Regions from separate parts of the Salmo salar genome. Here region 1 is linked to region 2. A link is a contact called in public Hi-C data. All regions are on one chromosome and are shown on one strand. The core of a region is the stretch at or near the end of the contact, and the rest is flanking DNA. Distances in the headings are between cores, read along the strand shown.

Region 1 (7,026 bases), core at 1,437-3,936, 320 kb before region 2:
ATGAGCTCAATTTCAAGTCTCTTAGCAAAGGGTCTTAATACTTATGTAAATAAGGTATGTTTATTTTTAATAGATTTGCAAAAATGTCTAAAAATCTGTTTTTGCTTTGTCATTATGGGGTATTGTGTGTAGATTTGAGGGGGGGGGGGGTTATATAATCCTTTTTAGAATAAGGCTGTAATGTAACAAAATGTGGGAAAAGTCAAGGGGTCTGAATACTTCTCGAACGCACTGCATAAAATGCTTGGAGGATTGATTGTACATTAAACTTCCTCCATTTCCATAGAAATAAGGCATTGTTGACATTGAGTGAATGTGTTCAATGTTTCTTTTGAAGGAGAGCTAACTTGTTGCCAATGATGGTTCCTAGGAATTTGTAGTCCTCCACTCGCTCAATGATCTGTCTCCAGTGGTGGGGATGGTAGGTTGGTCTCTTCTGTAGTCAATGACCAGGTCTTTGGTTTGGTTGCATTGAGGTCCAGGTAGTTCTGTATACACCACAGTAAAAACTTGTCCAATTCAGCCTGGAGGTGCCCCTCTGAGTTGCCTGCAATGTCCATAATTACTGTGTCATCTGAATACTTGATGAACATCATCTCTGGGTCTGAGCTCCTAAAACAGGTGAGATGACGGAACCTTGTGGTGATCCTGTAAAGATGGTTCTGGACAAGCTGCAATGAGACAATTAAATCTGACCAGCTGTTCTCCATTTGTCAGAAAGGAGAGGACCCAGAGAATCAGATGTGGATTGACATTCATGTTCTGGAGCTTTTAACCCATTAAGTGAGGACTATATTAAAAGGCACTGGAGAAATCTACAAATACCATCCTGACGCATGTCTTGGGTTTCTCCAGGTGGGTATAGGCACAGTGCAGTAGGGACAGAACTGCATCAACACCCCTGTGCCGCTTGTAAGCAAACTTGAGTGGGTCTGTATAAGAGCATACCTCCTTTTGTAGCTGAGGGAGAATCAGCCGTTCAAAGCGCTTCATCACCAAATATGTTAAAGTTACAGGGCGGTAGTCATTGTTGCAGTAGGGGTTGCTCTTGTTAGGTACTGGGTATATGGTGGATGATTTCCATATTGAGTGTTCTGCCAGAGTGCGGGTAAAAAGCTCACAGAAAACACCTGACAGTTGCGTATGGCAAATCTTTAGTAGGCAACCACTAATGTTGTCTGGCCAAGGTACTTTATCCTTTTAAATACAGCGTCTTCATCTTTTGGTTGAAGCACAACATTTGTTACAGTGTGTGACATGTTAGATAGGTCAGAGATCAGCTCCTTCTTTTCCATTGCAAAGTCATATTGGTCAAATCTACAACAACAACAAAAACACCCCTCCAAGCACCTCTGGCTTTACCTTCCTGAAAGAGCCTTTCCACCTTCTCCTTGTACACTCTCTTGGCCTATTTCATCGGTTTATTTAATTTGGATTGAATTAGTTTACCTTCAATCTTGTTGCCAGTGGTAAATGCTATTTTCAGATCCTTTGTGATCATGGGTTTGTTGTTAGAACATAACTTTTAAGTTTTGGAAGGAACAATAATATCCTCACAGAATTTGTGGCCTCAAGACTTGCTCCCTCTGAACACACTCCAGTCTGCACAGTCAAAGCAGCCCTCTAAGGTCTCACTGGCATCATTCTCCCATTTTCTGACCACTTTCTTAACCACATCTTCCGTTGTAGTTTGGTGCAATAGGCTGGGATTAGATGTATGGTGATCTGGGGTACTAAGGGGTGTTTTTTTAATCGCTTTGTATGCATTTTTTAAATATATATTTTTTAATCATTTTCCATAAACATATTAAGTCTGATGTATTATAAGTATCTGTATACATGTCAATATGGCCCTCATCTTTCATCGGCGATAAACAAAATCCTTCAAATAAAAGAAGATATTGTAGCAGTTTTGCACAGATCCATACAGCTATGGGTGCCCCCATCCGATCATGCTAACGTTAGATAGCGAATTAGCACAGGTGGTGCCTGTCTTCCATCTGTTTTCCATTAAAACAAAGCGCTGTAACATGGAGATATGGCCATGTGGGAACACTAACCCTATAAAAAAAAAGGTGTGTATCAACTTAAATACTTTTCAAAAAACAAAAGGTTCTGACTGATATGAAAGATAAGATCCTTATGCTTCCAAAACTGTAGCGCAAGCCATGCGTGTTAATGATCAGACCGAGCGTCGGGGCTCTTAACAAAACGCCCCAGTGCAGAAGATGCCTTCATCCAATGACTTACGTTTAATGCAATGGAACTGAGAGTCACGATCAATGGCTAATTTCTAGTTAGCTTAGCTAGCTAAGCCGCACGCTAACATTAGCTAGGTAACTACCATTACGTTCACCTTTCTATAAGTGTCAGCTAATGATTCAGCTGGAAATTAAGTAGCTAGTTTACGTTAGCCAACAGCCAAGCTCCAGCTACTTTCAACAAGTCAAGTGAAGTGTTGTACGCTTGAAACAACACCAGTTGAATTGCTAACTTGCTAGCTAGCTATTTTTTCGTGAAAATAGGAATACATAAGTCACAATATTTGCATATCAATAGTGTTATCAAATATTTTAACAAACAGTCAACACAGATATGGCCATGTACTTACCGGAGTACCTTGTTATGAATCGGTTTTTAAACGTGGCAGTAAGAACGACAGAAAGGCCAAGCTCCCCTTCACTAGCGGCACAAACGATGACGTCACTTTTGAGTTGAAATTAGGAATCTTAAAAAAAAAAAAGACTTTCAAAACATTGCAATGTGGATAACTCATTCAAAGATATTACATTTGAATCAATGTCATTTTTTTAATAGTGCGTATAAGCAAATGCAAGGAGGACTTTATCGAAACAATTATACAAATAGTCTCCTAAATAAAATAAAAATAAGACCACTATCGAAAAATACATTGTTCAGATTGGTATGTTCAAAACATTGGGCTGTAGAGAAAAAACGATTCTATGTGCTGAGGTAAAAGTGGGGTTGGGAATACTCAGTTGGGTCTGTAGTTTCGATACATGCAGTTATTTCATGGGGACTGAGGTCTAACTACTCAGCAGCACTTTCTACTCCACCCACTCCATTGGTCCCAATGCGATACACTATGGGCCTATAAATTACATATTGGCTTATAGAGGAAAAAAAACGATTCTATGTGCCGAAGTAAAGGTAGCGTTTGGATTACACAGTAGGGTCTGTAGAATATATATTATATATGGTGTCATTACTTGGGGGACTGAGGTCTAAATACCTAGCAGCACTTTCTACTCCACCCACTCCATTGGTCCGAAGCAAAACACAATGGGGCCGATTCCGACCCTTGTTAAGCAGTGCATAAATGGAACATAATTCACTTTTTATGCACTTTTCTCTATGTCCCTGATTCCTACCCGAGTTAAGCGCACGTAAATGAAACGTTATTCCCTTTAATGCACTTTTCTCTCTGTGTATTCTGACCTTGAATTTAAGTTTGAGTTATTCACCCTCTATTGATTCTTGGTGGAGATCTAAGAATTGGAGGTGTCTACAGATAAGCTGTGTTCTGACCTTGACTTAATTTCCTCATAATTCCACCACATTTACACGCAAGGAAACCATGAATAAGGTAGCGCGAACCGGCCGGTTCCAAGTGGGAAAAGGTATCTACTTTATTTTTTCTGATATAAATAACAGCATTCTTCATGCACCTTAATAATACAAGCTATTGATAAGAGCTAGGTAAATTAGTAAGGTAAAGAGGATTGTAAATACACATAGCAATTGTTTTAGAGAAATTTTCCTTATGATTTCTGGAGATGAATGTGAAACCAGCCATATGGAATCAAATTGAAAATAATATCAACATGACATATTTTCCACTGTGAAATAGGCTGTAAATAGCTGTGCCGTTATTCAGAATTTTAATTGTGTGCCCTCATAATTTGCGTGGATGAAATTTGGACACCCTAGCTATAGGCTTCTGTTGGGCTGAACCTGCTGAGAGGATGTATGCACTTAAGAATGTTTTAATTATAGCCTATGCCCAGGCTTTTCTCTATTTTATTTTACAATTTGTATCATGTAAAATGTTAGCCACTTCCGGGAAGCCACCGTCAGTAATACCCACATACATTTATAACTGTCACTTTAGTGTTTGTTTTCTTCAATTTGTAGCTTATCTTTTTGCATCATTCTATTCTATTCCATTTACCTTTCTTTGTTTTTCCTGAGGGTCGCTAGCATTAGTGGATCATATTATGCTAACATTGTGCAATAATTTGGGACGTGCAGCCAGTTTGAATCCTTATGGAATCATTATGAAACCTGGTGCATGGTTCACAACTACACCGTTGTCATACAGTTCCATGATTAGTGACAATTAGGTTAGATTTATAGGACTATTGTTCAACCCCTATTGTACACTTTTATCCACCTTCTAATGTTCCATGGATTGAACTTGAATATGACAACAGTCTGGATGAATTCAAACCAGTGTATTTTTTATTCCTTAATATATTATAGTGTATAAAGGCTCTCCAAATCTGTTTTTGTATGATTCATACATACTTTCCTAACCTTAAAATTTGCCTAAATAATCTACAAGATCAGAGTATTTTTAAATCTACCAGTTGGTACTGAGGCGGAGACGAATATGCATATATTTAGATGGCTTTCTTTCATCGATCCCTATATTCTGACACTGTTCTCTCGGTGTATTCTAGTGAGTCTGTTGACAAAATTCTAATTAAAGGTACACCATATTTAAAGGGATGGCTTAAGATAAATGTACTGAAAACCCTATTGAATGAAAATGCCACAAGAAAATCTGTTGGCAAGCAAGTGGGGGATTTTCAGTGATGAATGACTTGTCTTCAGCGCTTAAGGGAACCACGCCTGCAAAGCCCGTTAAGCACGTGCATAAGGTGTCTGAATACTAACTACTGAGAAGTTCTGAGGAAAGGCGTGCATAGAAAAGGCTTACATTTCCTTAGTCGGAATCGGCCCCTACAGGCCTATAAATTACACATTAGCTGAAAAAATAAAAAGCTATTATATGTGCCGAAGTAAAAGTGGGGTTGGGAGTACTTAGTAGGTTCTACAGAATCTATGTATGGTATAAATGACATATTAGAAGTGCTCCTGAATAGAATGGACCCCCACACAGGCAATTATGTAATTATGTATGGTGAAATATGTATGTTCATTATGAAAAAAAGTACTGCATTTAAACTGATTGGCAAAATCAGCAACAACGCTCCTAGGGGTGTAAACTCTGTGGATTTGGAAACTACAAGTGCTACTGAGTAGAATGGAACCCCCTTTTACTGTGACACAATGTAGGTGCAATAAATTCTAAGGAATACACACACACACACACAAAAAAAAAGATTGTGACCATTTAGGCTTGAAAAAATATACAAATGAATCACATCATATCTTATGGAAATACTTTGTAATTATTCTTTGTATGATAGCTAGTATAAAATATATTAGTAATTGTGCACATTTGTCATTTTATTAATTGACAAAGTATACAGCTCATAACTCTTACTCTGAAGGAGTTCAAAAATCCATGACCCGGATGTACTTAGTTATCCTTGCTTCCTTCACAGTGGGGATGCAACGGACTTTCCAAAACAGCCAATCACATGCCAAAGGTCTGAAGGCGCTAATATGACCTCTTCCACCAGCAAGAATAAGGCCGTGACCTCCGCGATTTCCCTTCAAAATAAAAGTCCCACAATGAAGATCGTAAAAAAATCTATAAAAATGGTAGAATTTCATTACATTTTATGTGGAAATGTTAGCAAACTTAGAATTTTGTTTAACAATATGAAAAAAAGGGAAAAGTTAATTGCCTTCATGGCACAAATTATATCATAGCATTGATTTTATTGTTAACAGCTTTAAAATAAACTTTTTTTATAATGCTCCTATTAATACTAGTAATATCAATATTAATAATATGATTATAATAATCAACTTTAGAAAACATTTTTAAATCCCATTGTTAATTAGTTCAGTACATTTTTCATATTGGACATATTTCACTGTACATAATGCTGTAAACTAGAAGTGCTCCTTAGTAGAATGGACCCCACTTTTACTGCGACACAACGTACAGAAAATAGTGTACAGTGCAATATGTATGTTCAACATAAAAAAAAACGATTGGTTTTAAGCTGATTGGTAGCTAAACTCAGCAAAATGAAGAAACACACCTTTTTCAGGACCCTGTCTTTCAAAGATAATTCATAGAAATCCATTAAACACTGTTTCCCATGCTTGTTCAATGAACCATAAACAATTCATGAACATGCACCTGTGGAACGGTCGTTAAGACACTAAGAGCTTACAGACGGTAAGCAATTAAGGTCACAGTAATGAAAACTTAGGACACTAAAGAGGCTTTTCTACTGACTCTGAAAAACACCAAAATAAAGATGCCCAGGGTCCCTGCTCATCTGCGTGAATGTGACTTAGGCATGCTGCAAGGAGGCATGAGGACTGCAGATGTGGCCAGGGCAATAAATTGCAATGTCCGTACTGTGAGATGCCTAAGACAGCGCTACAGGGAGACAGGACGGACAGCTGATCGTCCTCGCAGTGGCAGACCACGTGTAACAACACCTGCACAGGATCAGTACATCAGTAACACCACACCTGCGGGACAGGTACAGGATGGCCTGTTGTAAGGCAGGTCCTCACCAGACATCACCGCCAACAACATCGCCTATGGGCACAAACCCACTGTTGCTGGACCAGACAGGACAGACATCCTCCTTCCTCATGTGGTACCCTCCCTGCAGGCTCATCCTGACATGACCCTCCAGCATGACAATTCCACCAGCCATACTGCTCGTTCTGTGCGTGATTTCCTGCAAGACAGGAATGTCAGTGTTCTGCCATGGCCAGCGAAGAGCCCGGATCTCAATCCCATTGAGCACGTCTGGGAGCTGTTGGATTGGAGGGTGAGGGCTAGGGCCATTCCCCCCAGAAATGTCTGGGAACTTGCAGGTGCCTTGGTGGAAGAGTGGGGTAACA
Region 2 (7,243 bases), core at 4,334-6,833:
TGTGTCTAAACTTTTAACTGGTACTGTATGTGCAAAATAACTAACTAGTAAATCACTTACCTGAGGTCACCAGCATGTTTGCGCATGTGCACATTCAGGTAGTGTTTCCATTTGGTGACATATCCACACTCAGAGCACATATGATTCTTGTCATCTGAGTGGATGAGTATGTGTTTTGAGAGGTAGGTCTCATCACGGCACCTGAAGTCACACAGGTTACACTTGTGGGGCTTCTCACCTTGAAAGAAAAATACATGAATAACTTTTAATAATGACTTATCTGGAAGCAATGGATGAGTATAACAGTCCAATGTTACGTTACTTTTTTCTGCTCACCACTATGCATCAGCATGTGCCGTCGAAGGACCCGCTTGTGTGCGGTGACAAAGCTGCACTGATGGCACCGGTGGATCTTCTCATTAGCGTGGAAATGGCCGACATGCTGCTGGAACTCCACAGGATTGAACGTGGCAAAGGGGCAGAAGTTGCAGGTCAACTCCACGTCCCCGGCATGGCCTTGCAGTTTGTGCTGCCGGAAGAGGTTCTTGTTGGAGCAGGAGAAGTCGCACTGTGAGCAGTGGAAGGCCAAGTGCGTCCGGTAATGGGCCTCCATGTCCTGTGGGCTACCAAAGATGGCATTGCAGGCATGATGGCGGCACTCTACGGCCTTGACTGCATGGACATCGGCTGCGTGTCTCTGGAGCTCCTTCCGGTCAGAGGTCTTGAAGGAGCATCCCTCCTGGAAGCAGGCCAGTGGCTGGCTGTCCCGCGACGTGTGGTGAGACTTCATGTGGGCCTTGAGCGCCTGGCTCTGTCGGAAGCTCTGGCCGCAGGTGGGGCAGGGGTAGATTTCCGGGTGGATGTCGCCCCCTACCTCGTTGGAGTGCACACTGGCCAGGTGGCGGTGGAGCGAGTTGCGCTCCACAGAGGCGTAGTCGCACAGGTGGCAGCGATGGACCTTCTGGCCAGACTCGCGAAGCATGTGGATGCGCAGCTTGCTCTTGCTGGTGAAGTAATGGTTGCAGGTGGGGCACTGGAGACTGGGGTCTGGGAAGTGGAGGTGGAGGTGCTCCAGCAGGTGGGAGCGCATCTTGAAACAGCGGCGGCACTCGGGGCAGATGTGAGTACGATACATATGCTCCATGCCTGCCATAATATGATCTTCAGGACAGGGAGGAGATGCGGGTGTTATCTTTTGTAATGAAACAAATGAAACAGAACAACTTATTTCCTAGTATGTAAATGTAGACCTAGATTTACTGACATAAACCTGATTTAAAGAAATTTTCAAAAGTATGGTTAGCACAACATTTATCTGATATTTGATGACCTGGCAAAACCCTACCTCACCAGAAAACTTGAATGGTCCTTAACACAGAAGAGAAGAACAACAAAGCCAAAGCAGGACTAGAGATCCCACACTACCTTTAGATGGGTTCTCATTGATGTTCGTAGCTGCTTTGTCTTTTTGCACCTCCTCTCTAGCTCTATTGTCAATGTTGTGCTGCTGTGTCTCTTCTTCATCCTCATCATCTTCTTGTGATGATGACACATAAGCTGGATTGCGTTTCCGGGCCCTTCTTGGCCTTCCAGAGCTGGTCTCAAGAGCCGATTGGCTGCTTCCACCCTGGCCTATTGTTGTTGGCTCCTTGTCACCTGAGCACAAAAATGTACACAAATTGAGGCATTCAGTGTTGGCTCTACCCTAAATATAACAATGTGTGTGGTGAGTATTCGTTTGTGGGGAGAATGATGCATTTATTCTAAAAGCTTACCCTCAGGTGCAGCAAGTGGACGGTCATGTTCCACACCATGGGTACTCAGCTGTTTAGCATGAGCGGTCACAAAGTCACAGCGGGGGCAGTGGAAAGGCATATGGATACGCCAGTGGCCCTCCATCTCTGAACGTGTGCGGAATGCCAAGGTGCAGGACCGGAAGGTACAAGAGACGAGGGTGAGAGCATGCTGTGAGTGCAGGTGTTCCTGGTACACCAACCGGTGTGAAGTGCTGAACTGGCAACCCTCCTCGGAGCAGTGGAACGGACCTGTGAGTTCCTCCCTCCGATGGCTTTGGAAGTGGTGTTTCAGTGCACCTGGCATGGTAAAGACCTCATCGCACAAAGGACACTTATAACGGGTCAACTGTCCCTTTTTGGTGAAGTCCACAGTGCAAAGGTGAGAGGAAAGGCGGCTGCTATCTGAGAATTCCTTCCCGCACTTTTCACAGAGACACAACCCCTCAGTCTCCATTGGCTCATTTGTCTGTTGAGAAAATATTAAGAGCATTATGCAATATAACATGACAGGCAATTAATACTAAATAACAATGAGTTAGTGTGCCTATCACCAAGGACTATGCCAATCAATCAAATGTATTTATAAAGCCCTTTTTACATCAGCTGATGTCACAAAGTTCTGTACAGAAACCCAGCCTAAAACCCCAAACAGCAAGTAATGCAGGTGTAGAAGCACAGTGAAATGTCAACTACCGGAGCTACCTGGTCACACAGGGAGGAATATACAATAAAATGTTTACCTTAGGTGTCCCAACCTATGTATTTTCAGTTATAGGCACTGTGTTGTTTCATAGTACTGTTTACAACTGTTTTAAACTGTTTGCATCCATGCAAAAAAACTCACAACTGAGTGATTAAAATCAATGGGGTAGGATTAGCCTAGTCAAAGCTCTCCTCTGTCCTGGCACCCCAAATGTGGGACCAGCTTCCCCCTGAAACTAGGACAGCAGAGTCCCTGCCCATCTTCCGAAAACATCTGAAATCCTACTTCTTCAAAGAGTATCTAAAATAATCCCACAGCACCCCCGCTTCACAAAAAAATAAATATAGAGCCAATCAGCATTGAGCTAAATTGAGCAAGCTCAACTGTGAATGGTCCTGGTAAACACAAAAAAAATATGTAACGGGTAGACCGTTAGGATTTGGCTTTACAGTCACATTGCATTAAAAGCCATTGCATCGTTGTGTTTTTGTCCTCCAGTGGCAAGCTAGCTAAAATTGTTCCTTTCCTAAATTAGCCATGGATGGAGATGGATGGAGATAGGGATTTGTGGTTTTTCTTAATTCTCCGTACTGGTCAATGATTATGTGGTGTATTGTTTTTGCTACCTTTTTTTCACCTGTGTAATTCTGGCCTTCTCCTGCTTATTCTGGGGTTTGGACTAAATGCTGTGGAAAATGTGCTGCTCACAAATGACAAGCAACATGGACCTGTTAAATTGACAAGGGTGTTGATATAGCTGCATTTAGGCATGCCTTCCTTGTTTTGAGTCAGTTAAGTGTTTCTCATTCTGCTGGATTTGACCTAGTATTTTATATTAAACCTAACTTACGCATCCAGTTGTTTATCCATTTGTAACTCACCCACCAAAAATCACAATATGCTGTTTTACATGTTGTTATTTGTGCTGGTGTAAATCTTAAACTAGAAAAGTAGAAGAATATGTGTGCTCTCGGATATTACAATATTTTCACATGGTGCTCTGTGATGTCCCAGAATTATGGCATTGATGAATAAATCATTAACATTCACTAGATGTTTATATTTTATGTATAAAACACATTTGGATGAATTGTTTACCATTTTGTTTTCTTTAAAACAATGGTAATTGTTGGAGTTCAGGTGATTGATGGGTGACTAGGTGCATTCTTGTCAAATAAATACGCTTATTTATTCATGGTTATGGATTCATTCTGCAATGAGTTCATTTGGCTTTGAATCTGCAACAGAACATGTCAAAGTTAGTGCATTTAGACCTTCACTTTTTCTACATTTTATATTACAGCCTTATTCTACAATGATTAAATAAAATAAAACATCCTTAATCTACACACAATAACCCATAATGACAAAAAACAGGTTTTAAGAAATGTTTGCAAATGTATAAAACTTTATTTTAAAAAAAAACGTATTTACATAAGTATTCAGACCCTTTGCTATGAGACTTAATTGATCTCATGTGCATCCTGGAAAGGCACACACCTGTCTATATAGGGTCCCACAAAGCAAAGAACCAAGCCATGAGGTCGAAGGAATTGTCCGTAGAGCTCAAAGACAGGATTGTGTCGAGGCACAGATCTGGGGAAGGGCACTAAAAAAATGTCTGCAGCATTGAAGGTCCCCCAAGAACACACTGGCCTCCATCATTCTTAAATGGAAGAAGTTTGGAACCACCAAGACTCTCTTCCTAGAGCTGGCTGCCTGGCCAAACTGAGCAATCGGGGAGAATGGCCTTAGTCAGGCAGGTGACCAATGCTTCAGAGTTTCTCCGTGGAGATGGGAGAACCTTCCAGAAGGACAACCATCTCTGCAGCACTCCACCAATCAGGCCTTTATGGTAGAGTGGCCAGACAGAAGACACTCCTCAGTAAAAAGGCACATGACAGCCCACTTGGAGTTTGCCAAGATTGAACACTTTGGCCTGAATGCCAAGCGTCACGTCTGGAGGAAACCAAGCACCGCTCATCACCTGGCCAAAACCATCCCTACGGTGAAGCATGGTGATGGCAGCATCATGCTGTGGGGATGTTTTTCAGCGGCAGGGAATGGGAGACTAGTCAGGATCGAGGGAAAGATAAACAGAGCAAAGTACAGAGGGATCTTTGATGAAAACCTGCTCAGACTGGGATGAAGGTTCACCTTCCAACTCCCCAAATACAGGTGTGTACGCTTGTAGCATCATACCCAAGAAGACTTGAGGCTGTAATCACTGCCAAAGGTGCTTCAACAAAGTACTGAGTAAAGGCACCTAAAGCCTACATGAAATCCCCTTCGAGAAAAATAAATGGTGAAAAAAATGATTGGAACCATTTCTGTGTTCGTCCGCTAGGTTTTATGGGTATTGTGACGAGCCCACTGTGGCCCGTCTATAAAAACTAAGTACTAGCTAATAAACACAATTAGCATTCGAAATTATGTTTTGAGTTCTCCAGTAACAAATTCATTAATAGCAGTTCTGAATAATGACAGCGCTTATGAAACAGAATTCTGACCAACTGCGTCAACTTCTGAGATTCTTTCTCTTGAAAACAATGCATTTTACCCCGTCAGACCTTTCTAAATGGACCTTTATTCTGATGGATACCGTTACATATGTTTACATGTAATGAATATAAACAAGCGAAGTCATTTAATGAGCCTGTCTTACCTTAATAAGGTATTGAAGCTGGGTAGATTGTTTTTACTTTGCTAAATCGCCACTTCAATGACCAAACGACGCCATCACTATGTTTATTTTGGTGGAGCAATGAAGTATTTCCAGTTGAAAGTATCTCATCATAATTCCTTGCATACTCAGGGCGTATATGTACAGCATAAATATATAGCTAGCTAGGTATATTGTTGACAATTAAAATCATTTTCGGTAATTTAAGTTTGGTCTAGCATTAATAATGACGCTGCATTTGAAGACCAAGAACTAACATCAACTGCGCCCTGAAAAGACGGAGCTATTTTCATAGAACACCGGCAGTATTATAGAGGTCGCCACATGATTCACGGCAACAACATGAACAAAGATTTTGTATAACTAATACCTCATTCTATCCGTGACATTAGCGTCCCGCGAGCAACGTTAAAACTTCCAGTTTTCCGATTTGCCTTCAAAATAAAGGTATTCGGTAAAACGCTGTTTATGATAGGACATCTCACAGTAGTTTGATGGTGACACCTTATTTGGGAAGGTAATGGTTGGAAGGGAATACATGGAATGTCATTGAACTCATAAAACACATGGTTTCCATGTGTTTGATATCATTCCATTCACGCCATTCCAGCCATTATTATGAGTTGTCCTCCCCTCAGCAGCCTCCTGTGAAATCAATATTTTTTGGCAGCTTTGCATAGTCATAGAGCATAATGTTAAAATTGTTACAAAATTATAACTACAGGATCCTATCACAGTTTTTATTTATTTACAATTTGCTTGAGATGCATTCCTGGATGATTATATGGCCGAGTAGCTTATAGCCTCGTGACTTATCCTAGTAGCGTCCTGTAGTGGCTGAAAGCCTCGTGTCTTATCCTAGTAGCATCCTCTTGTGGCTTAAAGCTGATGGGGGGTCACCTTGGGGTCATAATAGGGGCTGCACCAAATGTTTGATGTATAATAATAATTGATTATCTTTATGTTGTATTAATAGAAGGGGAAGGGCTATAAGACCCCTCCCTCAATACATTTATAGGGTCCTGGACTACAGATTAGCAATATATATATACATTATAAGGTTTAATATTGTTCCACAGTTCTTTTCTAGTCTCTGCTTCTATTAAGAAACGGTCTGAGAGATGTGTCAGTTATTGCAGTCAAAACAGGGTGTCTGTGAGAAAGCGCCTCAAGGCTAAAATAGATTCATAGACACAGAACCCTGCAGGGGAGTGAAAGAGATAAGCGACAAGTCAGACATACCACTATAAAGCAACTTGGGGAGTGGAAAATTACTGCTGAGCCCTTAAAAAACACTGGAACAATTGTTCTCTCCTGAAAATGTGTATAACTGTATATGCATGGGCTTGGTCTCATGAGTAGAAGGTGTTGACATAGGAACTTAGATCACTAGGGGTTGACTGCAAGCATATTAAAGAAGCTTGGACCTTTTTTATGTTGCAGAACTTACTCAGAAACATGCGTGCTATGTTCCCGTTGTCAACTTCTGTCTGCAATTGCATTAATAAAGGTTTTTGATTGATTTACTTAAAGATATTGTCTGATTGCTGATTTCACCAATAAGCAAATGATTGACAAGGAACAAGGAACCTACCCCAACAAAGCCGTGTCTTATCCTAGTTCTGTGAAACCATAAAGCTGTGTGCTATGCCCAGCAGTTGTCTGACTATCTTTAGCTAATAAATACAAATGATTTGGTAATTCAGAGTTTGTGACTATTTAACTATGAAACAGAACATATCCGCCAATGCAGTTCACTGTATATGGAATACATATTGGACTTTAGAGGAAAAAGTTTACTACCTGTCTCAGCTAAAGTGAGGTGGAAAAGACTCAGTAGGGTCTCTACTAACCAAATGTTTCGTTTTGGAGGGGGGCTGTGTCATGTGGACTGTTGCTGGCTTTTTACTCCACCCCCTCCATAGCCCCCAATAGAGCTTGCCAGCTTGTAGTCTTAAAAAACAGAAATGAATTACCTCTGGTTCATTCAGCCATTCCTATGGAGAAAGAATAGGGTTTTGGGATAAACACTGAAAATAAGGACTGAAGTTATCTTATACG

The links. A called contact is a pair of places that touch in the nucleus more often than the background predicts.
Region 1: a contact with region 2 is called in a Hi-C map of gill, with 4 times the contacts expected there. The contact joins the promoter of ormdl1 here to the promoter of znf142 in region 2. A contact is called at or near these places in 3 of 3 Hi-C or Micro-C datasets (blood, gill and muscle).

The regions. Positions count from the first base shown.
Region 1 is chrssa21:12,090,737-12,097,762 of Ssal_v3.1, reverse strand. ormdl1 (ORMDL sphingolipid biosynthesis regulator 1) reads right to left here and starts at 2,686. Exons shown (of 4, transcript NM_001146469.1): 1 at 2,612-2,686.
Region 2 is chrssa21:11,776,461-11,783,703 of Ssal_v3.1, reverse strand. znf142 (zinc finger protein 142) reads right to left here and starts at 5,583. Exons shown (of 9, transcript XM_014164272.2): 1 at 5,165-5,583; 2 at 3,598-3,737; 3 at 1,776-2,262; 4 at 1,426-1,656; 5 at 337-1,161; 6 at 61-238. The coding sequence starts at 3,600.